Regions from separate parts of the Mus musculus genome. Here all the other regions are linked to region 1. Evidence: chromatin contacts called from public Hi-C, HiCAR-type and HiChIP or PLAC-seq data. All regions are on one chromosome and are shown on one strand. Each heading gives the region's core, a stretch centred on a gene start, on an enhancer-like site or on the middle of the called end of the contact. The rest is flanking DNA. Distances are from core to core; before and after follow the strand shown. Region 1 has its middle 20 kb from the start of Rbms1. Region 2 has its middle 7.0 kb from the start of Gm39834. Region 3 overlaps Gm33702 (a long non-coding RNA gene). Region 4 has its middle 34 kb from the start of Gm26422. Region 5 has its middle 13 kb from the start of Gm26422. Region 6 has its middle 33 kb from the start of Gm26422. Region 7 has its middle 73 kb from the start of Gm26422.

Evidence for each region. HiChIP or PLAC-seq counts read pairs in DNA pulled down with a chosen protein or histone mark. Hi-C and Micro-C count contacts between places; a contact is called where the count stands out from the background. HiCAR-type assays count read pairs that join an accessible place to other places.
Region 2: a HiCAR-type map of fibro-adipogenic progenitors shows a contact between it and region 1, with 4 times the contacts expected there. The contact joins two enhancer-like sites. A contact is called at or near these places in 2 of 484 Hi-C or Micro-C datasets (the N1E-115 cell line and bone marrow-derived macrophages) and 5 of 115 datasets of contacts at active chromatin or transcription factors (the NIH/3T3 cell line, bone marrow-derived macrophages, embryonic fibroblasts and 2 more).
Region 3: a contact with region 1 is called in an H3K27ac HiChIP or PLAC-seq map of the NIH/3T3 cell line, with 6 times the contacts expected there. The contact joins two enhancer-like sites. A contact is called at or near these places in 1 of 484 Hi-C or Micro-C datasets (nephron progenitors) and 3 of 115 datasets of contacts at active chromatin or transcription factors (the NIH/3T3 cell line, bone marrow-derived macrophages and embryonic stem cells).
Region 4: a contact with region 1 is called in a Hi-C map of bone marrow-derived macrophages, with 3 times the contacts expected there. The contact joins two enhancer-like sites. A contact is called at or near these places in 1 of 15 datasets of contacts at CTCF or cohesin (the NIH/3T3 cell line), 4 of 484 Hi-C or Micro-C datasets (bone marrow-derived macrophages, group 2 innate lymphoid cells and nephron progenitors) and 4 of 115 datasets of contacts at active chromatin or transcription factors (the NIH/3T3 cell line, bone marrow-derived macrophages, fibro-adipogenic progenitors and 1 more).
Region 5: a contact with region 1 is called in an H3K27ac HiChIP or PLAC-seq map of embryonic fibroblasts, with 7 times the contacts expected there. The contact joins two enhancer-like sites. A contact is called at or near these places in 3 of 39 promoter capture datasets (hippocampal neurons and liver), 3 of 484 Hi-C or Micro-C datasets (cerebral cortex and nephron progenitors) and 7 of 115 datasets of contacts at active chromatin or transcription factors (the NIH/3T3 cell line, bone marrow-derived macrophages, cardiomyocytes and 4 more).
Region 6: a FOXA1 HiChIP or PLAC-seq map of pancreatic cancer cells shows a contact between it and region 1. The contact joins two enhancer-like sites. A contact is called at or near these places in 3 of 484 Hi-C or Micro-C datasets (the HPC-7 cell line, beige adipocytes and nephron progenitors) and 4 of 115 datasets of contacts at active chromatin or transcription factors (the NIH/3T3 cell line, bone marrow-derived macrophages, fibro-adipogenic progenitors and 1 more).
Region 7: a CTCF HiChIP or PLAC-seq map of the NIH/3T3 cell line shows a contact between it and region 1, with 7 read pairs. The contact joins two enhancer-like sites. A contact is called at or near these places in 1 of 15 datasets of contacts at CTCF or cohesin (the NIH/3T3 cell line), 1 of 484 Hi-C or Micro-C datasets (embryonic fibroblasts) and 3 of 115 datasets of contacts at active chromatin or transcription factors (embryonic fibroblasts, fibro-adipogenic progenitors and stem cell-derived neural progenitor cells).

What each region holds. Positions count from the first base shown.
Region 1 is chr2:60,899,003-60,903,351 of GRCm38.p6, forward strand. It overlaps a transcript of Rbms1 not described here. Among named protein-coding and RNA genes, the nearest start is that of Rbms1, 20 kb to the left of the region's middle. Within about 2 kb of position 2,594, at least 160 of the 459 cell types and tissues checked have an H3K27ac peak or open chromatin away from gene starts, as enhancers often do. A contact at or near this core is called in the N1E-115 cell line, the NIH/3T3 cell line, bone marrow-derived macrophages and 3 more, where this site is marked.
Region 2 is chr2:61,375,336-61,379,684 of GRCm38.p6, forward strand. No RefSeq gene overlaps it. Among named protein-coding and RNA genes, the nearest start is that of Gm39834, 7.0 kb to the left of the region's middle. Within about 2 kb of position 1,961, at least 11 of the 459 cell types and tissues checked have an H3K27ac peak or open chromatin away from gene starts, as enhancers often do. A contact at or near this core is called in the N1E-115 cell line and fibro-adipogenic progenitors, where this site is marked.
Region 3 is chr2:61,351,917-61,356,265 of GRCm38.p6, forward strand. It overlaps Gm33702 (a long non-coding RNA gene), which reads right to left. Exons shown (of 4, transcript XR_374564.2): 3 at 4,020-4,143. Among named protein-coding and RNA genes, the nearest start is that of Gm33702, 4.5 kb to the right of the region's middle. Within about 2 kb of position 2,360, at least 52 of the 459 cell types and tissues checked have an H3K27ac peak or open chromatin away from gene starts, as enhancers often do. A contact at or near this core is called in the NIH/3T3 cell line, where this site is marked.
Region 4 is chr2:61,311,794-61,316,142 of GRCm38.p6, forward strand. No RefSeq gene overlaps it. Among named protein-coding and RNA genes, the nearest start is that of Gm26422, 34 kb to the left of the region's middle. Within about 2 kb of position 2,093, at least 3 of the 459 cell types and tissues checked have an H3K27ac peak or open chromatin away from gene starts, as enhancers often do. A contact at or near this core is called in bone marrow-derived macrophages, where this site is marked.
Region 5 is chr2:61,265,320-61,269,668 of GRCm38.p6, forward strand. No RefSeq gene overlaps it. Among named protein-coding and RNA genes, the nearest start is that of Gm26422, 13 kb to the right of the region's middle. Within about 2 kb of position 2,597, at least 29 of the 459 cell types and tissues checked have an H3K27ac peak or open chromatin away from gene starts, as enhancers often do. A contact at or near this core is called in the NIH/3T3 cell line, embryonic fibroblasts and pancreatic cancer cells, where this site is marked.
Region 6 is chr2:61,245,249-61,249,597 of GRCm38.p6, forward strand. No RefSeq gene overlaps it. Among named protein-coding and RNA genes, the nearest start is that of Gm26422, 33 kb to the right of the region's middle. Within about 2 kb of position 1,928, at least 56 of the 459 cell types and tissues checked have an H3K27ac peak or open chromatin away from gene starts, as enhancers often do. A contact at or near this core is called in the NIH/3T3 cell line and pancreatic cancer cells, where this site is marked.
Region 7 is chr2:61,205,302-61,209,650 of GRCm38.p6, forward strand. No RefSeq gene overlaps it. Among named protein-coding and RNA genes, the nearest start is that of Gm26422, 73 kb to the right of the region's middle. Within about 2 kb of position 2,105, at least 15 of the 459 cell types and tissues checked have an H3K27ac peak or open chromatin away from gene starts, as enhancers often do. A contact at or near this core is called in the NIH/3T3 cell line and embryonic fibroblasts, where this site is marked.

The DNA of each region.
Region 1 (4,349 bases), core at 1,344-3,843:
AGAAAGCACCTGCTTCACAAACATGAAGGCATCCTCAGACGCCATGTCAAAATGTCAGGCATGGTGACACATACTCATAACACCAGTGCTTGGGGGGAAGAGCCTGGAGGATCCCTGAGGCTTGCTGGCCAGCCCAGCCAACCTAACTGGGAGGTTCCAGGACAATAAGAAACCCTTTCACAAAGAAGGCTTCCTTAGAATGTCAACAAAATTGTCCTCTGACTGCCACAAGCATACGCACACACCCATATTCACATAAGCATTCACATATGCACAAATAAATTTATTAACATGTCTTCCTTTTAGGAAAGAAGATGCAGTGCTTTGTTTTTGTTTTTTTTTGTTTTTCTGGGATCTTTACTTGCTCAAGCTTTCTCTACCCTAAGAACAGGAATGGAGGCCTTCCTTGTTACTTAAGCTGTTTTTCTTTCCCAGCCAGACTTCCTGAATGACCACGCAGCAAGAGAAGCTTGTACACAGACAGCTCACACTCTGGTTACAGACCACTGTCCCACCCTCTCCCTAGCGCCTTCTTTCTGCCCATACAACATTACTGAGCTCTGTATCCATGTCATCCACCTGCTTCCTGGAATTCCAAGTTGTCATCTTTTGGTTGTCCTCTTTTGTCCCCTCTCGTCCCTATTCCATATTTTTAAAAGATATGATCTTGTCCACAGAAATCATAATGATCTCCACTGGTTCAAAGAAGTCTATCTATATGGTTCTAAGGTTAGCTTTTTGATTGGAAGCCAAATTCACTGGTCATGGTCAAACTCTCTTGAGTTTTTGTGTCTCCACATCATAATCTATCTATGTATCTGTGTATCTACCTATGTATCTATGGATCTATCTATCTACCATCCATCTAGCTAGCTAGCTCTATCTCTCTATCATCTATATATCATCTATCTATATCTCTCTCTATCATCTATCTATCTACCATCCATCTATCTCTATATATCATCTATCTATATATATGTATCCATTTCTATCACCTATCTGCCCATCTATTTGTCTACCTCTATCTAATCTATCATCTATTTAATCTATCATCTTATCTATCATCTATTATCCATCTAATCTACCACCTTATCTATCATCTACTACCTACTATCTATTATCTATCTTTCCATCTAATCTACTATCCTATCTATCTATCTCTCTATCATCTATCTATCTATCTATCTATCTATCTATCTATCTATCTATCTATCATCTCTCTATCTACCTCTATCATCTATCATCTGCCTCCCCTTGATATATCCACTTATATTTTATACTACTGTAACTCTGGAATCAGAAGTGATCTCTTACATTGATGTAAGAGGCGAAGGAAAAAAATTGTAATTTTATAATATTAAGAACAAAATTTTCCTCTACTCACATGGCACTCTTATTGCCCATTTTGTTTGGTTTTCACACAGGAAGCCTTCAGCCACAGCTCTGAGAAACACTGGTTCTCTAATGAGTGGAAATGCTCCTAAGTGCATTTGGGAATGCTTAGGGCTTCCAAAGTGCAGGGCAATGAAAGCGCCATTAATGGGCAACTGTTGGATCTCCATGAGCTAAGAGCCAAGTAACTGAATTTCAAACTGAATGTCAACACAACTTCTGGTTGAAAACTTTTAAGTAAAAAGAAAAAAAAAATCACACGCTTGGATGTAATTATATCACCTGTCTACTCACCCACAAGTGACTAGACATGCAGCAAAAACTAAAACTGATTTTGCGTAATGAATTTCAGAGCCGCTGTGCACATTTTAAAAAGTAAAAAGAATGCAAAGGAATGAATAATGAAGGACTCTTTCCTGGTGTTTATTTATTTATTTTTAACTTCCTGAGCAACTAAAAGGGCAAAGGTGGGCAGTAACCGGGAAAAAAGGGATTTTAAAGGCAAATATGAAGATGATGTTTGCAACTGGAAATATAGCTCAGTAGTGGAGCATTTGCCTTGTACGTGTAAGGACCTAAGTTCAATTCCCGGCAACGATAAATATACACAGGATGTTTACCTTAAAGTAATTTGAAATTTCTGTTTTCTTTAGAAATTATTAATCTCTTAGTAAAAGTACTCTTCAAATCGTATTAGAAACTTTAATTTTGCCTCTTGACTGGACTACAAATCGAGAAGATGACTGCTCTACTTGGCGTGTAAAGTTAAGATCATACATGCCTGGAGGTCCAGCTGCTTAACTGGGTCAGCGTGCAGTGGAAGGGCTTCAGAGCAGTACTATTTTGAATGGGAGAGCCTAGTATCTCAAGCCTGCAAGGCAATCACTTTCCCCAATAAGCCTTCGCCTCAGCTCCCATAGGGAATTCTCTTTCACCTAAAGGGATGAGTAGCTCTCTTAAAAAATTTCAAAACATCTATTTCCTGTCCCGTTGCTTTTGTTGTTGTTTTATACTTTATTAGCATTTTTTTTAAATAAAAGAGACTCTAAAAATATTTTTACATCCCTTAACTGGTTGTTCGTCAATTCATTCAACCAATGTCGGTGAGTGAGTATGGTCGAGGCACCGGACACCGAGCAGGAAGGAGGAGCCTTCTGCGGTCGGTCGAGGAGGCAGGAGTAAGCTGATGCTAGAAGAAGCAGTGACACATGGTGACTCACAGGATTTCAACATAGACTCCGGAAGAAAGACAAGCTGTGGATACCAGGAAGCAAGGGAGCCAGCCTCTGAAACTCACAAAGCCAAGAGCAGCTGGAAGATAGGAATGGTCGGCGCTCAAGGGGACATTTTAGAACTCTTGCCTTTAAAACTATGCCCGAACCAAAGGAGGTTACCCGGCTTGGCGGGTATCCACAGGCTCCGTGCTCACTGGTCAGTCCTGAGGTGCAGGGAGGCAGCATGCCTAAGCTCTGTTTCCTAACTCGGGGTGATCCCCTTATATGACGTCAGTACAGCCTCACCCCACTACTTAAGATAAACAGGAATGAGTCTCTCTCACAAAGTGGCCTGCTTAACAAATACTAACAGAGTTTTGGGAGGATCAGATTCTTGCAGATTAATTCATTTCAATGAATTAAATGTTGCAGTTCTGGGCTCAGGCTCAGGCTTCGTGTTCAACAGGCACACGGTCTACTAACGAGCACTTCTTCAGCCTTATAGCTCAGGACTTGCCAATCTCAAACCATTTTAAAAGGAGAGAACTGTAATCAGTCAGTCCTGCCTGCTTATCTGTTTTTTTTCCTTTCTAAACAGTTATTAGTAAAGACATTGTAGTCCTTTCCCCTACATCAGTGACATTAATTTTATTCCAATGAAAGATTGTAGAGATAGTAAAAAGCCTTCCATTTGTACTGTGAGCTGCTCCATATTCTTGAACAGGAATAACTAGAAAGAGCTCCCTCGACACACACACACATGTACAAACATATACAAATTAATTATCCTTCCTCAATTTTAAAACACACATTTAATGTTTACATAATACCAATACCTTTAAAACAGATTATAATTTCGTAGCTACAACTTAGTGTCAGTTGTGGCAAATTCTCACAGAGTATGAACCCCTGGCTCCTTTGATTGGAAGCCTACATGTTTTATGCCAAAGGACACATTTTTCTAGCTACTAGAAGCCAGCAGATCTGTGATGAGAGAGTTTTAAGAACTGTGTTCTATTTTGGGAATGGGCCCTTCCTGTCCAGCTCTTGTTGCCACCTCATTCTTGGTGACTTCAGTGACTTCTAAACCCACTTCAGGTCAGCAGCCTCTCTTTAATTAGCATCTCACTGCTGGAGGGAGGGCAGTTCCTCAGGAGGAAAAAAAAAAAAAGAAAAAGAAAAATTATAAACAAAGGTCTTCAAGGCCATTTACCAGTCCCGTCGAGGAATTAAAAAAAAAAAAAAAAAAAAAAAAAAAAAAAAAAAGTCTGGCTTCTTTGTCAGCAAAGTAAGGCCGGAAATAGTTTTGCTTCCTGCAAATGGAGAAGGCTGGAATGTATGTTTGTTAATTCTGGCTTAATGTGGTAAGACTTTATTCCAGACTGATAACCTCTAACTTAAAAGTGCACACTAGATGTTTAGACGACAAAAGTGATGTGCAGAGAAGCCAGGCATCTTGTTACATTTTTCTCACTGAGGACCTTAAAACACTAAGGCAGGGTACAAGTTACAGCACGGCAACATTCCCTTCTGAAACCAAAGAAGTACATTATGTAGCAAAACAGAAGTCAGCAATGCCTCCCCAACAGATCTTTGAAAAACCTATTTAAATATCTAAGATGACGGGGTGGTGTGGGCATAGAACCTGGGAGGCAGAGACAGGAGGCTCTCTTGAGTTCTAGGCTAGCCTGGTCTACATAGTGAGTTCCAGGACAGTCAGGGCTACACAGAGAAAACTTGTAC
Region 2 (4,349 bases), core at 711-3,210, 480 kb after region 1:
GACTCTTCCAAATCTCTTTTTCATGATCTTCCTACAAGTGTGCTGAGCGGGATGAGTTGGAGAAGTCTTCTGTTTGGGATTTTGCTTTGAACTCTGTGTTTTGATTTAAGATTGGGTTAGGAAGCAGGGATGGCAGTGCTCTGCTGAAAGAACAGGGTGCTGTGTTTGCTAGATTGCAAGGATACCTTGGCATCTGTAAAGTCAGCCTGCTTTTTTTCTATATCCCATAGCACTTTAGTCTCTACCTGCAAGATACTCATCTGTCACATGAAATTATGGTAACCAAAGATAGCACTGAAACAATCTGAGGAGGAAAAAAAAAAGTCTGCCGTTATCTCACAGCAGGTATATTCGATGTTTTTCTCTTGGGCGAATTTGAGATAACATATATGAACATGGTTTCAAAGCTGTAAAGTGCTCCTTCAGTATGCTTTGTTGCCATTGCATGGTTGGGATGACGTTGGTCAAGAAAGAAGACTTGTGATTGAACCACAGTTTGGGGCTCCGGAGCTCACTTCTGATTTCAGATTTGAGATTTATTAATTTGCCACTTATTAATTATTCAAAGGCCATACTGTTCTTTCGTTTTCCTTCTTCAATGTTATATCAGAACAAAGACTCATATAGGTTTAATGTAAAAATCAACATAGCCAGAAGTTAAACTTGGGGGCGGGCATTAATAGTAGGAGATATTTAAGGGTGTGCCTGAAATTCAAGGACATTTTGCGTCATTATCAGACACAGAGAATGGAAGACACTCAGAGATTAAGTCCTGAGTAAAAATATAAAACTGGTCCCCTCTGGAAATCAGTCTGGTGGTTCCTCAGAAAATTGGACATAGTACTACAGGAGGATCCCGCAATACCTCTCCTGGGCATATATCCAGAAGATGTCCCAACCGGTAAGAAGAACACATGCTCCACTATGTTCATAGCAGCCTTTTTTATAATAGCCAGAAGCTGGAAAGAACCCAGATGCCCCTCAACAGAGGAATGGATACAGAAAATGTGGTACATTTACACAATGGAATACTACTCAGCTATTAAAAAAATGAATTTATGAAATTCCTAGGCAAATGGATGGACCTGGAGGGTATCATCCTGAGTGAAGTAACCCAATCACAAAGGAACTCACACAATATGTACTCACTGATAAGTGGATATTAGCCCAGAAACTTAGGATACCCAAGATATAAGATACAACTTGCCAAACGCATGAAATTCAAGAAGAATGAAGACCAAAGTGTGAACACTTTACCCTTTCTTAGAAATGGGAACAAAACACCCATAGAAGGAGTTACAGAGACAAAATTTGGAGCTGTGATGAAAGGATGGACCATCTAGTGATTGCCATATGCAGGGATCCATCCCATAATCAGCTTCCAAATGCTGACACCATTGCATACACTAGCAAGATTTTGCTGAAAGGACCCAGATATAGCTCTCTCTTGTGAGACTATGCCGGGGCCTAGCAAACACAGAAGTGGATGATCACAGTCAGCTATTGGATGGGTCACACGGCCCCTAATGGAGGAGCTAGAGAAATTACCCAAGGAGTTAAAGGGAACTGCAACCCTATAGGTGGAACAACAATATGAACTAACCAGTACCCGGGAGCTCTTGTCTTTAGCTGCATATGTATCAAAAGATGGCCTAGTTGGCCATCACTGCAAAGAGAGGCCCATTGGACTTGCAAACTTTATATGCCCCAGTACGGGGGAACGCCAGGGCCAAAAAGGGGGAGTGGGTGGGTAGGGGATTGGGGGGGGGTGGGTATGGGGGACCTTTGGGATAGCATTGAAAATGTAAACGAGGAAAATACCTAATTAAAAAATATATATATAGTCTTTATTATTCAATTTAAAAGAAAAAAAAACTGGTCCGAGTTTGTGCTTCTCCCAGCTGACCGCTAGATTACCTCTTTGAACCTCTCTCCACATCTGAAGGAGCCTGATTACAACCACAGCCTGATGGTTCAAGGGCCTCTAGTAGGCCCCACATGTGGTTAGCCCATCTAGAAGTTTACAACATTGATGGTCGCTTTATCTTTAGATTCTTAGGATCTTACAAAATGATGGTGTCTCTCAGTACGATGAGCAAAATTGATGTGTTTTGAGTGCTTACGTGTAAGGAACCAATGGGCTCGCTACATATGAGTACACACACACACATACACACACACACACACACACACACACACACACACACACACACACACACACACTTCACTTTGATTCTTTTCACTTTTCAAAACACCAGAGCAGACAAACCGATGCTAAAGAGGTAATCTGTACAGCAACCCCTCAGACTAGAAAGGAAGCTGGTACTGCCGTTTCGTTCCAGCCACACAGATAACATTCAAGCTCTTAATGGAATGAAAACACATTACTGTCTGAAAGGAGGGTGGTGGCAGGGATAATGACAGAGAGTCAGTTTCCCCTCCTGAGAATGTCCATGTTGGGAAGACATGGTCTGCTCAAGCCTGGCTCCTCTTTGCACCGTGAGTTAGAACGCACCGATTTTCCTAAGGATTCTCTGACCTCATGGAGTTGCTCCCAAACCCATGACTCACTCCACACGCCCTGCACATCTTTTGTCTCACCATCAACTCAGAGCAATTGGAAGAGACTCAGAGATTCAATTCTGAAAAACAAACCTCATCATAATGGGAAATCCAATTAGCTCTAGATACAGTAGCTGCATCGGAGAAGAAACCACTGTAATTCTGCCTTCTGCAAAAATGGTTTAGCCGTTCATTAGGTAGCCCGTCAAAAATTAAACAACGCCAATTCTTTTTTTCTTGTCCTGATATCTAGCATTATCTGGAGAATTATATTAGAAGACAGATTACTGATCTGCCTTGTAACTAGATGTAATTCCTGGAATCTTTGTTTTCCTTCCTGTTTTATCTTCTCTTGTATGTCTCAATGTGCGGGAAAGTAATTATCTCTGGGGAGGCCAGGCTGCACTCCTGTTCATCTGTTTGGGGAGGGTAAAAATGATGATGTAGATAATGTTGATATCATTTTTAGCTTTGCTAAGTGAAAAGTGATATTAAACAGCGATATTATCATGCTTACTCTCTCAGATGCTTTGTGAAAGAAATAAAAAGAAAAAGTGATTGTTATCTGCTTACAGGAAGGGAAGCTGAAACCACATGACTTGCTTAATGTCTCAAATGAGATTATTGGTAGAGGTAGAAGTAGAAACCCAGCTAAGTGTTCGGCCTCGGAACGAGGACTTGCCATGTTGGCGAAGCTGGCACTCCCTGGGTTTCTCTACACACCTTGGGGTTTTTATTATGACTTTTTACAGATTTGACTTAGTCACATTTGATAAAAATCAATGTCTTTACTACAGCATTATGAAGTATAGAAAGATGCCTGGGATGTAATTTCTGCCCTCAAATGGAATCAAAGGACATGATAAATACAAAACAGCAATAATAGCTAGCATATGACAGAGACAAGAAAATTGTGTTAAAGCCTTTTGCAAGTCAGTAAAATGTGTATGTGTCTGTACTCAGAGTATATGTGTGTAGCATGTTTAGACGATGTCTCCTTTGGTTGGTAGTAAAGGAAAATAAAGGGAAGTAATTAGAAAAGAGAAGGAGGAAGGATCTCCCTTCTTGTAGTTTTCTTGGAGTTAGCTTGTCTTGCCCCAAGGTAAGATTCACAGTCACGAGCTCCTCTGCGGCTTCTGTGGGTCTGCAGTACGATTCTGCAACCTGCAGCTTCAGAGTTGCACATTAGGGAACAGCTTGATGATCTCACCACTCCCCAGTTTCAACGAAGAGACAACTGACTTAGATATGGACAACGCAGGAGTCTACAGAAGATGAGCATCAACAGCTCTAGCAGGTTACCAGCAGGGGGCTGGAAAAGAAAAACAGAAAGAGAGATTTCCGTAAGCAACCAAGCTGGCCTTTGTACAGCCTAGGTGCACTTGGGCACAGGTCACCTGAGTGCCTCAAAAAAAATCAGACTGAGAGCACCCCCACACCAACTGTCTACTTCCTACATTTCCTCCGGCCCTCACGTTATGTGGCATTTGGGGCACAGCTGCTTTCATTTTGCATTTATGAATAATTTGAGACTATATTTAGGTATTTCCAGTCATTAGGTACCTACATTTCTGTATACAGCTTGAAGATTTTTATCTTTTTTTTTTCAGAATTCAAGAAATTTATGAGAAAGAAAGCTCTTAATATTAGGTCACTTAGTCAATTACCGCTTTTCCTGCCTAATGCAAGACTATTCCCTAAAGCCCTGTTTCTAGCTCTCTGTTGCCTATTTTTAAATGTACTAACTGATGGTGATTCTGCCACTTCACTCAGGAGACCATTATCCT
Region 3 (4,349 bases), core at 1,110-3,609, 450 kb after region 1:
ATGTTGTGTCTCTTCTGTGAGCTCCTTGAAAGAAAGGAGGCTGGGTTGCTCTTCCTCTGCCACCTAACCATTATCCAGGACTACGGCCACATCATGCAAGTATTCAATCAGCCCCTGAAACTTGTCAGCAAGAGACAGAGCTAGCATTCTTCATTTGCTCTTAACAGTGCTCAAGAAAGACCCAGGGCCCCACTCATCCTCTGTCCTTCAACCAGACAACAAAAATCCATATCTACTAGTATGCATCCACCAAAATCAAGACAGAAGGTCACCTCATTTGACAGGGTGTGAAAGGAGGGTAAGTCATGAGCACAAGAGATGGTGAAACCAAAGGTTGCTACTCATTATTCAAGGAGGGAAAAAAGACTGATCCAAAATGAGTTCGTTTCCAGGGGAGACAAGGTTTAAGATCACAATATGTAAATTACAACTTTAAAGGGGAAAGATAGTCTCAAATATAGCAAAAGTTACACTGGTACAATACTGAATTTACATAGGAATGAAACTCTTTTCAAAGGTAATTCTCAAAATGAAACATTTTGAGAGGGAAAGTTGGCCAGTCAAGAGAGAAGAGCAACACTGGCATGTGCAAAGGACCGATCCAGGGGACACAAAGTCACATCATTCGAGCCAGTTAGCCAAGAAGATAGTGTTTCCCCAGAGTGACTCTTTAAGAGTAGATCACCAGAAATGAAAGTCCATCCATAACTAATCAGGAAGCTACCAGCCTTGAATACACGGCATATATACATACACACACAGTGCATATAAACCTGAGATAAATTGTTGTCTCATCTAAGGTTGACCTCTGGAATGGCTCCGTAAGGGCCATCAAGATCATCCCCATTTTCTGATATTAACAAGACAGGGATGGATTGCTAACATCCCGTATCAATACTCTTTCCCAACTGTCTATGACACTTTCGAAAGACTGTGGGATCTATGGGAACATGCCAAACACGTGCACAGGGTTAGGTCCCAGGGCGCAGATTCACTTGTTTTACCCATCATGCAGGCTTGGACATGGACTCTAACTCTAGAAAGACTGGACTCCAGTCAAAGAAGGAAAGAGAACGCATCATAGCACAAATACAGAGTTTTTCAATGCAAAGAGCCCTGCTGGCCACTCTTCCATAACTTTCGACAAGTCACCTAAGAAGAAGATCAGTACCAAGTTTTAACTACCTGCCTGGGATATTTATACATTTTAAGACTTGCTTATGTGTAGAAACCTAACATAGGTAGCTAAAACAGATTCTTCTCAGTGGAGTATCAGCCCTGGTACATCTTAAGTTAAAACAAGAGTGTGAGAGCATTGTTAGCTCTTTAAAAATTGGTTGAGTTGATGTTTTCATCATTGCCTAGGCAATAACGATAGTAGCAGGGAAAATAGTGTATGCGGTGTGTGGTGTGTATGCATTGTACATGTGTGGTCCTGTATGCATTTGTGTGTGTTTGCAACCACAAAAAAAATCCTCTAAGTCCATCCCATAGAGATACCCTGCAAAGTAACAACACTTCAACTGTATGTATTTAATCCAAGAAATATAAAATGCAGTAAGACAAGACTGATGTGGAAGATGTGAACCAGGGATAATCAAGGAGTCAGGTGGAGAGAATGCATGTCTGACTGGCTGTCACTCCTCTGTCTTTTCATCTGAGGGAGAATGCAGTGTTATCTTCACTGCACTGAACAAGACATATACAAGCCTCACCTAACTTGAAAATCCAGGCATCTTGGGAGTCTCAAAGTTTGTTTTAGGCTTTTGTTCCTTAACTGCGGGTGCGGGAGAGGCAGCAGCCTCCGTGATAGGAAATTGTGGAGATGGGGAAAACCTGAACAGCTTTGGATTCTTTGCAGAAAACAACTATGTGTTATGCCCAGAACAACCAGATCAAAGAGAATGGCTGAGCTGTGGTGAGTGCTGGGTGAGCAGAGCAAATGCAGATGCTGCAGGGAGGGACAACAGGACACTGGCTCCTTCCAGGTCTTGATGGGACCTTATTAAAATATCCACTGGTCGCCCTGTCATCCGCAACCAGTTTGAAACCACTACACAACAATCATTTTATTTCCCTTTTCCTAGTCCGTGCCCGGGAAAGAAGAATGCATAAAAGCCCCCATGAGCTGTATAGCACAAGAAGGTCTGAAATGATAGTGATTTTATTCCTCTTCATTCAAGGGGAAAGAACGAGCCAGAAAAGGGCAGCCTGAGAGTAGACGCGAGCGGGAAGGGCATTTATTTCCTTGTAATGGCTGTAGTCTAAGTTGCTTTTTTATCCACTTAGGCCCACAGGACAAGCTCAGCCTGGAAAGCTCTTCAGCCTGGCTCTGTGCAGATGTAATCCGGCCTGCTCTGGTCAGTCCTAATTGCAAACACATTTCTCTCCTTCTGCACCCTCCTAAGCAGGCAATGGTCAGAGCCTTGCCAGCGCTTTTCTGGCATCTTTTTCTTGCTCTGTTTCCAAATCTGCATTTTTCTGTGAGAAAAGACGTCGGAGAGATTGTAAACAGGATAATTATATGTCAATATGATTCCCAATGCTGTCTTCCCTTGTGGGTTCTTTTGAGTGTGTAGGGGTTTGTTGTGGTGTGAGGTTTTTTTTTCCCCTCTCTGCCTTTGAGTCAGGGAGATAAAATGTTATTTTGAAAGCAGAAGTATATGGATCCACTAGAAACCTCCTACGATGTTGTTCTAGACATTTATAAAAGATAATTGGCAGGGGAGGGTTAGCAAACAACTGAGAAAGGAGAAGGAAACAGTAGACATGCAGGTGGCCAGCATTTAAGAGTCTCATTCTAAGGACAGGCGTGTGCCCCGCCATCTGTTCTGGAAGTGTAGAGAAGGGAGCTAAACTTCATGGGCAGTCTCAAGTTCAGAATATGAAAAAGTTATCCTGTCTAAAATGGCGCCATTCCATCTAGGGAAGGTCAAGAATTATAATCTCTTTAAAATACATTCTCCTGTTCTTCCTCTATGCTTCGATGAACTTTCCTCTGTGTTGTATGAGGTCAGATGTCCTGAATTTAAGATGTGAGGTAACACCAAACACATGCTCACCACACAACTTCCATGCATGGACACAGCCTGGTTTTTTCTTTCTTTTTTTGTTTTCTTTTTTCTTTTTCCATAAAAGGATGTGATTTTTTGTTGTCTGAGGTAAGAGGCATATCATGGTCCACACTGATGGCCTCGTAGGTTGCTTGGCACAACTCACCTCTCCAGTGTACATGCATGTTATAGCATGTGACTAATAGCCGTGGAGCGTTAAACCAAGGCAGCTGGGAACACATATACTATACTTATCATGGACATTTTATCCTAAGTGCCTAGAACACTGATTAAGTGATCAATAAATGTGCATTCAAAAAATCCAGCCTGTTAATTATCAAAGAACTTCTCTTTAACTGTTGATTCATCTCCCCAACAGCCAGCGAGACGGGGACAAAGAAAGCACCGTCCTGTTCCTAGGAAGCTATGGTCTGATGAGAAAAACACATGCGCAGGAGCCAAGTGAACAGAGGATGCTGGGAACACAGAAGGAAAGTAAGAAATGCATTCTGCAGTGCTGAATAAGAGAGACAGAGAGAGACAGAGACAAAGAGACAGAAAGAAAGACAGAGAAACAGACAGAGAGACACAGAGAGAAGCACGCAGAGAGAGAGACACCAAAACAGAATAACAGAGACAGATCTAATTTTATCATTTTGTAAATTTTAGGGGGAGAGGTAAACAACTGGGTACAAAGATTATGCTAAATACCTTAGATTCTATTCTCATTTTGAATAACAATCCATAATAACCTTGTTATATTTATCACTAGAATATAATGGTTTTACAAGTTCCCTTTCTAAGAAATCATCTCTTCACGTGGTGTAGAAGGACCTCAGGCTGGAAAGTCAGGCTTCCTCCAGCCCCATGGCCTTGAGAACATTGCCTTCCCCGTAAAATGGAGCGACATGTATCAGGTAACAACTATAACGGCCATGCTGAGCTTTTTATAAATAGCCTACTCACCTTGGCCAGTGGTTGGTGATCATTGCACATAAGCAGGTCTGGCAATTTCTTAAATTTCTTAAATTTGCCTTGTAACCTTCCCGAGCCTGAAAAGGGGTGATTCTGGCTCTCTTTCATCATCTTCCTGAAGGAAAGGTATAGATAGGAAGCATGGGCTGAGACTCAAAGATATCAAGCTGAACTACTGGTGCTCTACCATTGTCCTATTCAAATGGAGTTTCAACACCATAAATAATCATGTCAATGAATGTTAACCACCTGTGATTCTTTCCATATCCCCAGCACTTGGGAGGTTGAGATAAAAGGATTGCCAGGAGTCTGAGACCAGCC
Region 4 (4,349 bases), core at 843-3,342, 410 kb after region 1:
TGATAGAAAAATATTACTCATCCGTGTATGCTGTGCCCACTGCAAACAGCTCTCAACAATAAATACGAGCTAAAGCTGTATTTTCAGGTGAACAAGACTGAGAGAATGCACTGGTGCATTGATGTAAGGTATATATCTTTATATATATATATATATATATATATATATATATATATATATATATATATATATATGAAGCATTTGACATAAGAATGCATAAAATGCTAAAAGCAGGAGGGTATTAGAAATGTATACTTGTGACAAAGTATCCGTATATAACACAATACTGAATAGAATAAAGTTGTACAAATGAAAAAGTTAAAGAGGGAAAAAGCCAGAATAACCTCTTTTATGTCTAAAGGAAAAATGTTATATTTAAAAATGACGAGAATCATGAGCAGCAACAACATGAGCATATATAGAGTAGCTTTGTTTGAAATGATTGACAAGAATTTAGATGGAGGTTACAAAATGTTTCCTGTACATGGTTGGATTATATTTTAAGCTCTGTGATGTTATTGTTCCTTCCTGATATTGCTCTTCCTATTTTCACAGCCCTTCCTAAACATTAAAAAATTAAATCAAAGCATACCTAAAGACAAGCCAGAAGCATATTTTTACCTTTCTGTAGTATTCTCTGCCCCCTCCCCCAATATAAGTAAAAAGAGGAACTATCTATAATGGTGTTATATCAGATTAAAATGCCTGATAAAAATGACAGCAGAGAAGGAAAATGGAGTCTAGAGTCAGAAGAAAATAGACAATGCTTCAGGGTTCTTACATTGTTTAAATCATATAATGAGGTTATCAAGTAATATTGGATAAGTTAAAGCTGTATATGGCCAGCCCTATAGGTTTTTATTTTAAAAAAAGGAGAGAGAGAGAGAAAAATGTAATTCAGCAATAATTATAAGAAAAAAACCTAATGGAAAATAACTGGAAAGATGATAGATCTAAATCTAAAAATAACAATAATTATATTAAATATAAATAGCCTAAATGTACCAGTTAATGGAAGAGATTGTCAACTTGAATTAAAAATCAATATTTACTGTATTCTATCATTTAGAAATTCATTTTGAGTATAAAGACACAGATAGGTTAAAAAATATGGGAATAAAATAGGTTTACCATGCATTTCAAGAGCACATGGAATATTTAACAAGATTAACCATGATACAGAATATAAAACAAGTCTCAAAAAAAATGAAAGGAATTAAAAGTCACATAAATATAGCATATTTTCTGTCTACAATAGGTCTTAAATAGAAATCAGTCTTGGAAACTCCAAATACTTGCAAATTAAACATACATACTGCTAATTACTCACGGATTAAAAGAACAAACAAACCAAATTAGCAAATTAGAAAATATTTTAGTTGAAGTTGAAACCTACTAAGATTTTTAAGGTATCATTTAACATAATTTTGAGTTGGTGGATTAAGGAAAGCACTGTTATAGATACTGATGAAACATTGATTTTAAAGAACAAAGATCCTTGTTCCTTAGGAGTTTATATTCCAGTTGATGTCAAGACCATAAACAATTAGCACATTAAGTAAATAGTTATTGTGATGGTTATTCCTGGTTGTCAACTTGACTACATCTGGAATGAACTGCAATTCAGAAATGGAGGGCATACCTGTGATACAGATCATGAGGCTGGAAGACACAGGCTTCTGTCCCAGATCTTGACATGGGATGACACATGATTTTGATCCACATCTTGAGGTACAGTGGTCATGAAAATCTTAAGCCCAGGCAAGGTAGTACATGCCTTTAATCCTAGGAGACTGAGGCAAACAGATCTGAGTTTAAGGCCAGCCTGGGACAAATCGAGTTCCAAATCCAGGCGTGGTAGTACACACCTTTAATCTGGGCCATACCTTCTGCTGGTTGATGAAAGAAGGAAGGCTCACTCTTTGCCTGCTTGCACTTCCTTGCCAACACATCTGTTGGAACCTACTCCTTCAAGATTCCAGCTTATAGAGATGACCAGTTGAAACAACTAGCCTTCTGGGACTGAGCAACTACTAGATTTTTGACTTCCCATCTATAGCTGTCCATTGTTGTGTTAGCTGGACTATAGACTGAAAGTCATCACAATAACTTCCCTTTATATATAGAAACATTCCATGAGTTCTCTGACTCTAGAGAACCCTGACTAATACAGTTAAAAATACTAGTATATTACACATGCTTTGAATAAGGGAAGGTAGAACAGAGAGAGGAAGTAAAGGCGGGATACAGTGAGCAAGGATGCAATTTAATTAGCCAGCTAGTCTAATGAGGCTCAAAAGTCACATTTTAAAAGAGCTTTTGAACAACAGTTTGAGGAATTGACAAATGAATACTTAAAGAAGGAAGATCGTTCTAAAACTGAGAAGAGCTGGAAGATCTAAGACTTAAAGCAATAGTTCTCAACCTTCCTAATGCTTTCAACTCTTCAGTACAATTTCTCATGTTGTGGGGACATCCCCCCAATCTAAAATTATTTTCACTGATACTTTATAACTATAATTTTTCTACTATTATAAAATGTGATATAAAAATCTAAGTTTTCTCATTGGCCTTAGGTGACCCCTGTTAAAGAGTCATTCAAACCCCCCAGAGGTGTGGTGACTCACAGGTTGAAAACCAATGCCCCAAAAATGAGTTCATACTTAGCATGTTGTAGGACCAACAAACAGGCCAGTGTGGTCAGGACAGTGAAGGAGTGGGGTTGGGGGGCAGTGCGCAAGGTAATCAATCTGATCACTTGAATAGAACTGTCATCAGTTAACTGATGCAGGCTGTGTGTGAAATAGGTCTAGAGAGGGGTGTCTATCTGAAACATAATGACAACATGTAGGCAGCAGTCAGAGATAGTGATAATATGTTCAGAAAAGTGAGCTCTGGACTGAAGATACTCACCTGGGTGTATCAATCATTGCTGTGTACCCATTTCCCCCAAACTGAAACATTCCTTCCTTGGGAGAAAGAGGGGATTCATAAGGCTTAGGAAGGTAATGGTACCAGGCTCAGAAAGCTCCATAAATTACAAGACTCACAAGGCCTCCCTATAAACAGTGAAGAATTGCTGAGGGAGAGGCAACTCTTGGTGGTGCTGCCTGCAAACTGGCAGGGAGTTCTAGTGATGCAACTTTTGTGGATTATTGATAGGGGTAGGAGTGACGCTAGCTGTCACTCAAGCAGCAGCTAGGAATAGAACACAAAAACCAACTGTCATGGTTGTCAACTTGACACACCTGGAAAAAGGGACCATCCACTAAGGAAGTGCCTCTGTCAGGCTGGCCTGTAAGCAGATCTGTGGGACATTTTCTTAGTTGCTAATTGATGCAGAAAGCCCAGCCCTCAGCCCTGAGCAAGCAGTACAGAGTTGTAAAAGCAGGTAGCTGTGTACGCCATGGAGAGTTAGTTAATATGCCACCTCCTACACAGTGTGAGCTTCAGTTCCTGCCTTCAGGTTCCCGTATGTCTTCCTGCTCTGACTTTACTTGATGACAACCTCTAATCTGTAAAATGCAATAAATCCTTTCCTCACCAAGTTGCCTTTGGTCATGATGTTTATCACAGCAACAGAAAAAAGTAACATAGATTAAAAATTCACAGTCAGAGCCAGGAACAGGCTGTGTTTGGTGCCCCTGAAACAACACGAGATCAGAAGGCTCCGTTGATAATCTACTGGGTTTAATACCTGTCTGGGGACTTGGTTTCCAAATGCTCATTTGAGAAGAAAAACTTCTGACACCTACCAGGGCTCTAGACACCCATGTTAGACGCCACATAAGCAGGGAGGCTCCCATTGGCTCCCTTGCTTCTGCTCCTTAACCACCATTTCTGCTTTAGATGCACTGTTATTGCCTTGGCCTTCAAAGACCCACTACTTCAGCTGCAACCAGGGATACTTCAGTTAACTCATTGATGGCTGAAAGACTTCAATTGTAAATTTTTTTGTTTTTTTTGTTTTTGTTTTGGGGTTTTGTTTTGTTTTGTTTTGTTTTTTTGTCTGTCATTCTGCTCTATCTTGGTAAATACATGTTGGTCCACATTTTCCTAGGAAAAGTCATTCGTGAACCAAACATCCATCAAGGGCCTGCAGAAAACAGAGCTTACTCAGAGCAAGATATTGGGAAGAGAAATACAAACAGGAAGGGGGAAGAAATGAGCAGGAAAAAATCTATACAAGATGGTAGCAGATTTCAAGAAGCTGGCCTGGCTAGCATGAAAAAATGGAGAAGTGAATACCCAGGCTCTGAAAATGGTGTTTCTATGAAGAGGACAGAACATCATGGAGCTGCCCTTCTATAGGCAAATACAATCCAGTAGAATATAAATGCTCCAATCTG
Region 5 (4,349 bases), core at 1,347-3,846, 370 kb after region 1:
CTCAGATCCAGAGGGAAAGAACCATTTTGAACTGTGGAGATGTGTATTAGAGACAATCTGGAATCTACCAATACATTTCCTCCCCCCCCACCCCCCAATAGGGAAAGAATTCAAGATTGGTTTCTGGGAACATGGCTACTCAGAACAAAGATTCGGCTCCCCAGCCTCATTTGCATTTAAATGTAAAAGCATTTGGAACCATCCTTCAGAAAGCTTGGGAGCTGGGATTGGAAATGGAAATAGAGCTTGGTGGTAGAGTACTTGTCTCAAATCCACAAGATCCTGGGTTCAATACTCAGCACTGCCAAAGAAGAGAGAAGAGACGCACGTTGTTATGGACCTCTTTCTCAACTATGTCAATCGTAAAATATGGTTTTTGAGAATTTTGTACATATATGCAGTGAAATAATGATCATATCCACACCTCAGTTCCATATTCCATCTTCTCCCTGGATCCTCAACATGTCCCCTCCCAACTTCATGTCCTCTTCTTTTGTTGATTTTTTTTTAAACCCACTAAGGACAGCCAGTGTTGCACATATGAGCATGGATGTGGAGCCATCCATTGTAGCATGGGGACCCTGCCAGGCTACACTGTTTCCCCAGCAGCTAACAAGGGCTGATAGTTTCAGGATAGGAACCTCCTCATCCACCAGCTACACCAGAATGTTGGCTGGCTTGAACTCGTATAGGTCTTGTATAAGTAACTATAGATGCTGTTAGTTCTTAAGTGTGGTAACCATGTTATATTCAGAAACAGCAGTTCACAGAACCCCTCCTCACCGTCCAGCTCTCCCATCTTTTCTGCCTCCTCTTCCATGATGTTCCCTGAGCCCTGTAGGAGGCAGGACACTAACAAAGATGTTCCATTTAGAGCTGAAGATGCTCAGTTGATTAATCTCAGCACCTTGAATAGTTGAGCCTCTGTATTGACTTCTGCTCACTCCAGAAAGAAGCTATTATAGACAAGCTATTATATTATAGAAAGCATTACATATAGACATTTAGAAGGCTAATTTGACAAGTGACCATCTAACAAAACTACAATAGCAGGTTCTTCCCTGGGGCCTATGACCAGCCATGGGCCTTTAACCATGTTTGTAGTACGAGGAATGAATTTCTTATTGTGGAGTAGATTTCATATCTAACCAGAAAGCAGCTGATTGTCTCATGACAGTCATACTGCTGTTGTACTGGTAGACACACCAAGCCTGTCAGGTCAGTTATATAGTATGCAGAATCCAGCACTGGGTAAACCTGTTAATATCTGTTCTCCTCTAGAAAGCTGCATGGTATATCTGGCACCAAGAAAGTTGGCCAGGAGAGAGGAAGTTATTGACGTATTCACCGTGATTTCTCTATGTTCTGCATTCAAAGTGAATGGTGTCTTCAGCAATGAGCTCTTAATGTGTAGCTACAGTGCATAGTGAAAAGTACTGGCAGTAGGCTCTGTTGTTCAAGAGATTTCTAGGCCCCCTGACCAATAATTCATAGCAAGATATCCCATTTCTGGCTCTTTGATTTTTGTCTAGTAATCAACGTCATCAAAGAACAGGATGGTCCACCTATACAAGACAGAAAGACATTCAAATTTTTGAAAAAATTGTATTCTGAAATTAGCTTACTACTTAGTGGGTTTCTATAAAGCCTTTTCCGATAGCCTTAGCTTTGTTAATCCACCGGTCTCTCCAGCTCTCTATTCACCTGTCCTAACCCTGATTATTCCTTTAATACCAACTATATATCTTGGGGTTTTGCTTTTGTTTCAACTATATTTGTGTGTGTGTTGTGAGTGGTACCTACACATGTAGGTAGAGGCCAGAGATCAACATTGTGTATCTTCCTCCATTTCATTTCATCTTATTATTGAGTCAGTTGTCATTGAGCCCAGAGCATACCAATTAAATAGAGTGGGTGGTTAGCAAGTGTCAGGTACCTGCCTGTATAGTCACTAGGGATGTAGACACTCTACGCAGCCTTTACATGGGTACTTGGGATCTGAGCTTGGATCCCAACGCTTGAGCAGTACACCCTTTATTCCCTGACTCCTTTCCCTGGCCCTACAGTTTCTCATCTTAGAGCTCAGAAGCAGATATGATAGCTAAAGCCAATACAGCTAAAAACAAAATGAAAACAAAACAGGACCTTGGTGGCTATACTCATTTCTCAGGTGATACCTACATTTAGAATTCTTTGTAAAGAAAAAAAATCAACTTTTCTTTGTTTCAACCACTATTTGTGGGCATCGGTCATTTGTAATCAAACCTGATACAAACAAGGACATTTTGTGTTTGTCCACTATAGTAGTTTAGTTCCAAATGATCACTCACAGGCCATATGCTCAAGGCTCGGTTGCCAGCTCGTAAGCCTTTATGGTGGTGTCTGGATCGTGAGGCCTCTGACCTGGTCAGTGTGTTCATCCATCGATGGGCTTATAATTTGGTGCCATTGGATTCTGAGGCCTGTTACTTACTTAAACAAAGTGTGTTCCTGGAATCTTACTCTAGAAGTTTACCCCATTTTCTCTCTCTCTCCCCATCTCTCCTTTCTGGTCACCATGAGTCACAAGGTAGGCACTTGAGCTTCTATTACTCATTCTCAATCATGAGGTTCAGCCTTGTCTCGTGTCCACAGAGATGGGGACCACAGAGCCATGGAGTAAAATCTCTGAAACAGGGAGCCTGTTTCCACTTTGGTTTTTACAGGCATTCTGAGGGTTGATTTTCAAATCATTTTTGTCATAGCAACAAAAAGCAGACTAACATGCCCTGTCTCTTGGAAACATTTTTTTCAAAGGTATTAATTGCAACAACTATGTAAATCAATCAGCACCCTGTGTAGCTGAAAAGCAAAGAACTATTTGTAACACTAACCTTTTTTCATTTTTATGCTTCAGAAAGATAATTTTGCATCCTGTATACCAAATGTATTTATATGAGAATTTTCATCCTTAAAATAACCTTGACAAATGAACAATTCTGTCTTTTTAAGTATCACTGTTAAGGGTGATCACAGTGGTTAAAATGTTCATTCTGCACTCAGAATATCTCTCTACAGCGCTGTAGTCCAACTTTTGTGTGTCTGTAATACTATTATTTTTTAAACATAAAATTATGATGGTGATGATGCAAATAGGGGTTGAAGGAAAAAGAAGGTTCCAGAACAAGTCATGCCCATGGAATTGTTTTTTCCCTGCAGTAAAATTTTTATCTGAATGATATCTGGCTAAAATGTATGAATTAAAATGATAAATTAGAGCAGCAATTTTCAACCTATAGAGCTTGACCGCTTTGGGGGTCACCTATCAGATATCCTGCCTATCAGATACTTACATTATGACTCATAACAATAACAAAATTACAGTTATGAAGTAGGAACAAAGTAACACTATGGTTGGGGTCACTACAACAGAAGGAACGGTATGAAAGGGGGATGTTGAGAACCACTGAACTAGAACCTTCAGAGTCAGTTAGCATGTGTTGCTGTTCTAGGAACAACTGTAGCAAAGGCTTTAAGACTGTGAGCAAGGAGTAGTAACAAGGTGAGAGCTGGAAAGTAAGAGTTGGGTTTGGAGCTGCCAGAGTGTGTTTAACCTGTTTTTCCAACCACTAAAGACAGCCCTCCTTTCCTCTCTTCCTTTTTATTCTTTTATCTTTTGTTAGATAGTTTCATACATGGACATAAGGAATTTCAGTTATAGTTACCCTTCATCCCCTTCTCTCCCCTCCCTCCCACATCTTACCTCTTTCCTTAAAACCCTTCTTCCCCAGAAGTCCCCCTCACCCTCTCATCTTCCTTTTGCATGTGACCAGCTGAACTTCACTAGGGTTTCTCACGTGAGTATGGGTAAGAGGTTTTTGACTGGATCTCGGTCAACTATACCACAGAAGAAAATGGCACGCTTTCTCCCACCAACTGGTAACTGCCAATAGCTCTTCAAAGGAGGCCCTTCCCAGATTCAAGTGCTGCCGACAGGCCCAATCTTGTGTAGACCTTATGCAAATAACCACAGCTGTGATGTGTTCCTGTGTCTCACCCAGAACACATCTTCAGCTTGCCTTGACACACAGTGCATCTGAGGGTAGAGGTATTTATTTTTTATTGCATTACATCCTTATCCACTAACTCTCACATTTTTGCTATCCCCCTCCTTCAATCTCCCTTAGGCCTCCTCCTTTCTTTCAAAGAGATAACTCAGTGACTGTCTCAGTTGATGAGTCAACAACTGAGTCTGTATGAGTGACAAGAAATCTCTGGCTTCCTGTGAGTTAAAATTCTTACTGCCACATGCCTTTGACGTTTGATGATTATTTCTCTTCCAATTTCCCTCTGAAAACCATCCTAAACAG
Region 6 (4,349 bases), core at 678-3,177, 350 kb after region 1:
GGCTTCTACTATGGTAGGAGACAAGTGAATAAGGGATTCTTGGAAGCTTCAAAATAGCTCATTTGCTAGTTGAACACCATCATAGGTCCTTGTTCACTGGTCTGCAGTCAATGTTCTGACATTTTTTACTTTTGTCAAAGAACTCTTCATTTTTATTTTAGCAGTAGCCCTACCAGTTATTTATTATTCTTTGAAATGATTGCTACTGTCTCTTGCTCCGCACTCATATCTCCTTGCCTTGATTGTTTCTGAAAGACAGGACAAGTGTCTTTTTTTGTCTTCCCATAATTCCTCCGTAGTCCTTTTGGATAGGTATCACTAGGTTTTGAGAGACCTTGCAGTGAAGGATCCTGAGAGAGGTCAGCGATCCTGTTTCTATGGTCATCTCCATGGTACTCTTTCTACCGGTTTCTTGGTGGGGTAGACACAGCAGGAAACACTCACAGGCAAAGCCTGTGTTAAGACTCAGCACACAAAAGGGCTGTTTGTCTTCACCCATATTAGTGTGGTTTATGACTGTCTGAAGTTTAGATCAAACAAATCAATGTAGCTCCCTGTAAAGAGATAAGAGACCGCGTATGGAAAAGTTTACTTTACTTTGGGGTAGGTTTTCTCTATGTAGCTTTGCCTGGCTTCAGACATAAGCCTCCTGTCTCAACCGCCTAAGGCCCGGGATTTTAGGTGTGTCATGACACCTAGCTATAAATTAAATTAGCAAGAATCTCAGTTCAAAGGGTACCAGGGTTAACTCTGAAATCATCTTACCAGAAACTAGCAAACTGTTCTAATATATTTCATATGAAAAGATGATTGAGAATGTGAAGATAACTCTTATCCAAAAAACCACATTGAATTCACAGAATTAAAGGAAGAATGGAGGAGCAAGGGGGAAGATATACTCTTATTTAAATGGAAAAACAGCCAATCCTTCAGCCTCCTTTTGAATTAAGTTGACGTAACAATTGTTGTAATGGGCATTTATCTTACTCAACTACTTCCATGTAGTACTAATATAAACAGAGAATAATAGGCTGTGGAGAGAAGTCTTGACATGTCTCACAGTAACTGGAATAACTGAGGCTGGAAAAGTTTAGGAGTTTGCTGGATACTATTTCTTGATATACAACAAACATTTGTGAAGGAATTAGGGGTGTGTATAACACTCAGAAAGCTAAGATATGCCATTAATACTGTCTAAGGGATAACAGTGCACAAGAATTTATTCCATCCTATGTCTTACTACACCTAACACTGAAGGGCTTACTGCGTCCCCAGGAACAGTCTCAGCATGGAGGGACACATTGAAACATGCAGAAAGTTCTTTGCCTTTTGTGCACTTCAGATGAGGAGCATAATTTTCTCTCTGACTTTCATATTCACAGACACCTTGTAAAGGATGGTTAAAACCTAGCCACAATGAAAATTGAGTAACATCTGGTGTTTGAGCTTTGAGGTTTTCATATTATTCACAGGTTACTGTTTACCAAGTTTGTTCAACAATTGCCTCATCACACAAAGTTCCCTTTGTCCTGTTAACACAGCCATCTACTTTGGTGTTTCTGAAACAATGCCCCATTTCACTTGGGACAGATTACAGGGTTGGTTTTAACGACAAAGGAAGCACTTTATGCGACTATTTGAACAGTACCACCTGTGGGAACTTGCCCCCGACTCTTCCCAATTCAAGATTTAAACTTTGCCCTAGTCACAGGAGGGCTGCTGTGAGCACTGCCAAGAAAACAAGAACAAGATGGACTGTCCAGAAACCCAGATCTTTTGAGCTAAGTGTCTGGAGAGAAACAGCTTGATCCACCAGCAGCTCAAACTTTGTTATCACAACAAAGCAGAACATTCCTGATTTCACTTTGTAGTGCACACTGGGACCCAGTAGGACAGCTGGTGGGTGCACACAGTGACTGAGAAAGAAGGCAGCATCTTTGCAGTGTGCCCAACAGGGCACAGCTGGTTGGGGAAGGCAGTCTAGGCATGCTCAGTTGCTGCTTTTGTTTGTTTGTTGGTTAACTGAACTGAAGGTTGAAGTCCTTTACTGTTTGTTTGTTTGTTTGTTTATTTCCTCTCCCCCCAAAAATGTTGTATAAAAGGGCTTTGGGGGGAGATAGGACAAGTTCAAGGGAAGAAAAGATCAATTGTTATTCAAGAAAATGAAAAACTAATACGATTTGTCCCTGGAAAAGAGCTATTCACCGTAAGGCTATAGTCATCATTGTCTTGGAATTTTGACTATGCTGGCATTAGGCAGGCCACTGACTGTGGCTTGTCCTTTTATTCCCCTCTGTCTAGCCTGCTCCCACCAGCTGTTAACAGAAAACAAATGTCACTAATTTTAAGGGAAATGCTTATATTGAAGCTCTTTAGTTCACAGTCAACAATTTCAAAGAAAATAGGAAGGAGATGAAAAAAACATTAGAGCTGATCACAGTGATTAACAATAGTAACAATTACATTATCTTAAATTAATGAGGCAAAGAATACAATAACAGATGTCACTAACTCTTCTTTCAAGTCCTGAATGATTCCAGAAATGATAGAAAATAAAACCCAAAGCTCACTCACTAACTCTGTCTGTCTTTCTGTCTTTCTGTCTGTCTGTCTGCCTGCCTGGCCTTATCTATCTATCTATCTATCTATCTATCTATCTATCTATCTATCTATCTATCTATCTATCTACCTACCCATCCTCTATTTTGCTCCTGTTCCTTTATTCTCTTGTCAGATCCCAAGGACTCCGTTGCCTTTGAGTTCAGACAAGAACAAGTTTTCATCCATTTTCCCACATTTTTTGAGCATTTATAAATGCTAGCTGAGTTATGAGTCATGGCCAGGCTTTGCGGTATCATTGTACCAAGAGCACATAACATGTTTTCTACCTGTCGATGTAAATTATTGCCTGCATGCAGAACTCCAGGAATGATTTGGCTTCCTGCCCACGCAAATGACTTCTCATCCTTCACATTTCAATTTAATGCCAGTGTGTACTATAAGATGTATGTTCAATCCTACAAATGAGTTGCATGTGAATTTCAATTTCAGAAAACCTGGACTGAATTTTAAAAGAAAACATTTGGGATATATTGCAGGGGAGCTGGTTGTGTGCTAGGTGCATTCTAACTATGCTGTATAGTCAAGAATACTGATAGAATTTAAGGACTACGGTGAGCTAAGAAGGAAGGAAGGGAGGGGGAGAAAAAGAGAGAGGGAAGAAGAAATGAAAGAAGGAATAAAGGAAGTCAGGTTGGTTTTTATATTTTCAACTTATATTCCTAAAGATGTAAAAGATATATTGTGTTCTTTTTCAGTTACAATTTTCCCTCCCAATTTGTCAACTCTCATCTCCTGACCACTGGCATAGTTAAGCCATGTCAAATTAGAAAGAAAGGGACAACATCTTGAAGCGGAAGGTAAGGATTCAGCAAGTATTTGTTGTATAGAGTCTTGTCTTAGTTAGGGTTTCTGTTACTGTGATAAAACACTATGACCCAAAGCAATTTAGGGAGAAATTTGAGGATTTATTTCAACTTACAGTTCCATATCATAGTCCACCACTGAGGATATTCAGGGTAGGAATCTGGAGGCAGGAGCTGATGCAGAAGCCATGGAGGAGAGCTGTTTATTGGCTAGCACCTCATGACTTGCTCAGCCTGCTTTCTTATAGAACCCAGGACAACCAGCTCAGAGATGCTACCCCCACCCCCACAGTCATCTGGGCCTTTCACACATAAATTATTAATAAAAAAAATGCACTACAGGCTTGTGGATAGGACAATCTGGTGGGGGCATTTTCTCAACTGAGGTTCTCTCTTCCAGAATGACCAAGACTAGCTTGTGTCACAAAGCTATTCCAAGCAGAGTTCAGAAAGGAACTTTAAACTTCCTTCCTTCATGCTAAGACTCTATTATCAGATAAAGATCTATGTGAAATATATTATTACAACGCATTTGAAGTTTAACTAAAATGCTGCCAAATAAAATTTTCTACATATGAAAATGTTTATTTCAAAGGTTCATTTCTTTTTAATAAAGAGGGTCAAAGATTATAAAAACTAAACAACAACATAGTCGAAAAGAAAATCAAAACAGACGCTACTCTGAGAGAAAGGAATGATGGGCAATGAATGGGAAGAGAATATGTCCCCCCTGTATCATGGCAGCAGAGTTAGAGTATCCTGCAGACAAGGATGACTGTACAGACATTCTCCTCTACTTGAAGCCACAAATCTCCTATAAAAGCCATGAGCTACTTCTGTTGGGTAAACACACATTTAGTAAATATCTTACATTGTGCCTTGTTAGGCCAATCTTATTAGAGATTTTTCACTCAACTGTAGAAT
Region 7 (4,349 bases), core at 855-3,354, 310 kb after region 1:
CTTTGTAATATTTATGGATAACAAATACATGGTAGGTAATAAAATGAGATGAACTAGGTTAGGTACAGTAGGAGTTAAAAGCTTTGGGTTTTAACCTGAGAGTGCACATGTGCTGGGTGTTCTTTAGCTATTACTGGTGTTTAGATTTTGGTTTTGTTCTTGATATGAATTTCACCTCTCTCTCTTTTTTTTCCACTTCCCCAAGTTTTGACCATGTTGTGAAGGATAATTAAATTTGTATTGAGTTTTGTGAATCCTGTGGAGAAAAGATTTATATCTACCTAGGAAATCTTGGGAGCATGAAGTCTTTACACAAATTCTGGGTTTTCTGTTGCTAGCTTGTTAGTAAAGTTGAGAGTCAGCCAAGAAGCATAAATGTAGAAGATTGGTAGAGAATGGGGGCAGGGTTGATAAAGGTTGAAGATTAAGAATTGAGTAGTCTTTTTCAGAATTTAAGCTAAAATATTTTCAATAAATCTGCGTAAACAAGATTGGGTCTAGAGGAGAGGTACTCTAACAAATGATTTTTATTTCAAAGTCAAAGATATAAAGAGTCTAACGGTATTCCAATCATAACTGCTTGAAACATCAGATCATAAGCAATTCTATCAATAATTTTTTACCACTGATGAATTTTAACGTAGCTATACAGTCAGATTCAGTAGGAAAAGGAACCTAAACTAAAGTTGTGTGTGTGTGTGAGTGTGTGTGATAAGAATGCATGATCAGTACATATTTGATGATTATATCATGCAGCAAGTACTAAATCTACACAGGGAACAGGCTTCTAGAACACTTGAAAATACTAATAGTGTATGGCAAGTTGTTTTACAGAAACTAACTTGTCACTACATATCTTGAAAAATGAAATGATTCAGAAGAAACCCTTTTGTTAACTGTTACTAAAAGGTGACATCCGTACTATGTCAAGTTATCGATGACAAAATGAAAATGTGGTGCAAGGTCGCAGGAAAAGTCTCAGCCGACACAGCTGTGACTGTTGGTGGACAGGAAATAACTCTGTGCTTTGTTTTTTGCTTCTTATTTGTTTGTTTGATTGATTGATTGACTGATGATTGATTTTTTACATAGCTCCTCCTTTTCTAAAGGTGTTCTTTATATCCTTCCTGGACGGATAATCTGGTACTGGCAAGCAGTTAAACTTTGAGGAGTATTCCCTCTCATTTTATGTACAACAAAACAAATCATATATGCAGGATGGTCCATTTTCTCAGAAAAGATAGTATTGACTGAAATCTTTACTGAGCAAAAATGTAGAAACTTCTTTAAATTGGTGTCTTCTCCCCATTTTCTCCCAAATTGATCTGAATGTCATCACAGCAAGAAGTCCAGCAGATAATCACCTTGTTCCAAAAGAATGACAAAAACTCAGTTATCCCAGCCTGACTTGCATTGTTATATATTTATTTATAGACACATATATCCAAAAATATGTAAAATGCTTTTGACTCATGAGTAATGTTGAATCATGTTGAAAAAATTATAAAAGAGGGGTGTGTGTAAAATATATAGTGCTAAAAATAATAAAGTCTTAAAAAACTAAGAGGCAGGCTGAATGTTTCCACTCACAGACAACATGATGTATTGTAAAGTGACCCAGACTAAGACAGTACAGAATTGAAATGAGAATATCACTCTGAGGACCAGGATGAAACATCTAGATAAAATCAGATAGATTCAGTCACATGATCTTTGACAAGGATTACACTGCAAAGCAAGAAAGGGTCATCTTTTCAGCACATGATGCCAGGTTAATTGCTTTCTGACGAAATAAATCATCTGCATTGATGCCGGAGAATTCTTCACCTCTCGTTTTGTAATCACATCCCAACATTCCCACACATGCACGTGTTATTTCAGAGTTCTAGAAGAGATACCTCAAGAGTAACAGAAGTCAGTACCAGGACACCTCAGGAAGTCCCAGAAGAGCAGCAGCCGATTGCATTACTCAACACATACTTACTAGCATTATTAGAGGCTCAATGATGAGAGGGTGGGATTTTTGTCTTAAAGGGTGAGCATGAATCATGGTCATTAAAACTTTCCCTTTAGTATGGACCACTGGTGAATCATCCAGAGAAAACAGTCCTGCCTCATTCAGTTTGGCTCTATGGGGACACACTTGCCACGCTGTTAGTGCATCATGCCTTCCTTTGTTACTGAATACTTGGAAATGCTTCTCTTTGTCCTAGGAGGACTCCCAGCCCATAGACATATATTATTATCTCTCTCATCCTTGGGCTGCCTTCCAACCACTTACCTCCCCTGACATCTTGTCTCAAAGGCAAAACAGGGTTGCTGGACATTTCACTAGAAGACGGTTGATAAGCACTCAGTTTGTTTTATTTGGACAGCTTAACCAATGTGTAGTGACGGCAACTACAATGTAAAGCAGGCTCTCCCTAGACCTGGAGGGAATTAAGCCTGGTGGTAGGGAGGGACAGAATCTGGAAGGACACTGTGGGAGTACGGAGAATCTGTAAGCTTTCTGTAAGGAAAGGTAGTCTTACAAGTTAATTTATTTCAGGATTTGGGGGCTGTTATTCTTCTTTGGAAATTACTGATTTCAGCATCTTGAAAATCTGATGTAAAATGAAAAAAATTGAGGAAGAAGAATAATGAAGAGGCTTAAGTTGCCAGACCCAAATCTAGTGGTTCTGACTCTTTTTTTTTTTGTTGTTTGTTTGTTTTTGTTTGTTTTTCAAGACAGGGTTTCTCTGTATAGCCCTGGCTGTCCTGGAACTCACTTTGTAGACCAGGATGGCCTTGAACTCAGAAATCCGCCTGCCTCTGCCTCCTGAGAGCTGGGATTAAAGGCGTGTGCCACCACACCCGGCATGACTCTAACTTTCAATGAGGAAAGAGAATAGTTCCTAGCTTAAAAAAGAAGAATTACAAATATTTTGCCTGTGCCCAGGCTCAGTGCTTTGATGAGCCATTCAAGACAAATACAACCTGAAACTGGCTTTTCAATTCAACCAAAAGCAGGGTAATGATGCTCTGTTGCAACTCACTTCTGCCCTTGATTGGTGTTTAAAGAGGGGTTATTTGATCCACATAAATCCTAATGGATTTCTAAGTATATCTTATTAATGTAACATGACTTTTAAACTGGCATTAACAAATAGTGGTTTATTCAAATGGAGTGTGTGTGTGTGTGTGTGTGTGTGTGTGTGTGTGTGTGTATGTGTGTGTGTGTGTATGTGTGTGTGTGTGTGTGTGTGTATATATATATATATATATATATATATATATATATATATATATATTATATAAAGGTGAGACAACCCCTCAATTCTTTGTCACATTGTATGATCATGTCCACCGGCCTGCTTCTCACTGTCTGTTCCTTCGCTCTTGTCTCTTTTCAATGCTATTTTAAAAGAAATATACAGCATTGTCTTTGGCCTTGAATGATATTTTACTCACATATAAAATGTACACATTATCCAGCACTATTTTTACTAATATTACAGGAATTCAGAGAACGGTGAGCTCATTATAGGTTTGGGGGATTTACCAATGGCTAGTTAATTAACAAAAACATTCAATATTTATTTGTGAACTGGCCACTGGAGGCTTGTGAAAGGATCGGAGCCTCAGGAGCCATGTTTAAAAGGGACTCACCAAGTGCAAATGGCAGGGCTGTATGGAAGTTGGGTCAGGGCAGGGCGAGGTGGTTCCATAGAACAAACTGATCAGAATGGGCGAGTACAGTCTATAAAGAGGCCTGGGATGCTGGGGCAGGAATTACCTTGCAATTGTTTGCAGCAAGTCATAATAGGTCTTCAAAGAGGCTGTTATTATAATTGCTATTGACTTAAGTGATTAAATCAGGAACATATCTAGTCTTAACGAAGAGAACTTGACTTTTCCCCAGTTGAAAGAAGCAAAAAAAAAAAAAATAAATAAAAATAAAATAAGAAGCCTTCCTTCCTGCATTTTAAGCTAACACAGAGATTTTGGAGTCCCTTTCCACCCATGGCCAATGGGAGACTTATTCTTCTTGAGCATCATGGAGAGCTGATATCACAACACGGGTGTCAGGCATTTAAAAAGCTGTAAAGAGCCAGTATTTCCATCCCTTCCACAGGAAACTAACATATATGTGGAAGGACAACTGTCTATATTCAGACAAATACGTTATTTCTCTATATTGTAAGCTAACATAAAATGTTAGCTGGGGCTGGGCAGCATGGGAAAGTGCTATGTATCTGAGGGTAACTGGCCCTGTTGCAGAACCAGAAAGACTAATTGGAACTTCCTTGTCATCCCCAAATCCAGTCTTGCTTGAGTACTGAGATCCTCAAAGGTGGAAAACTCATGCA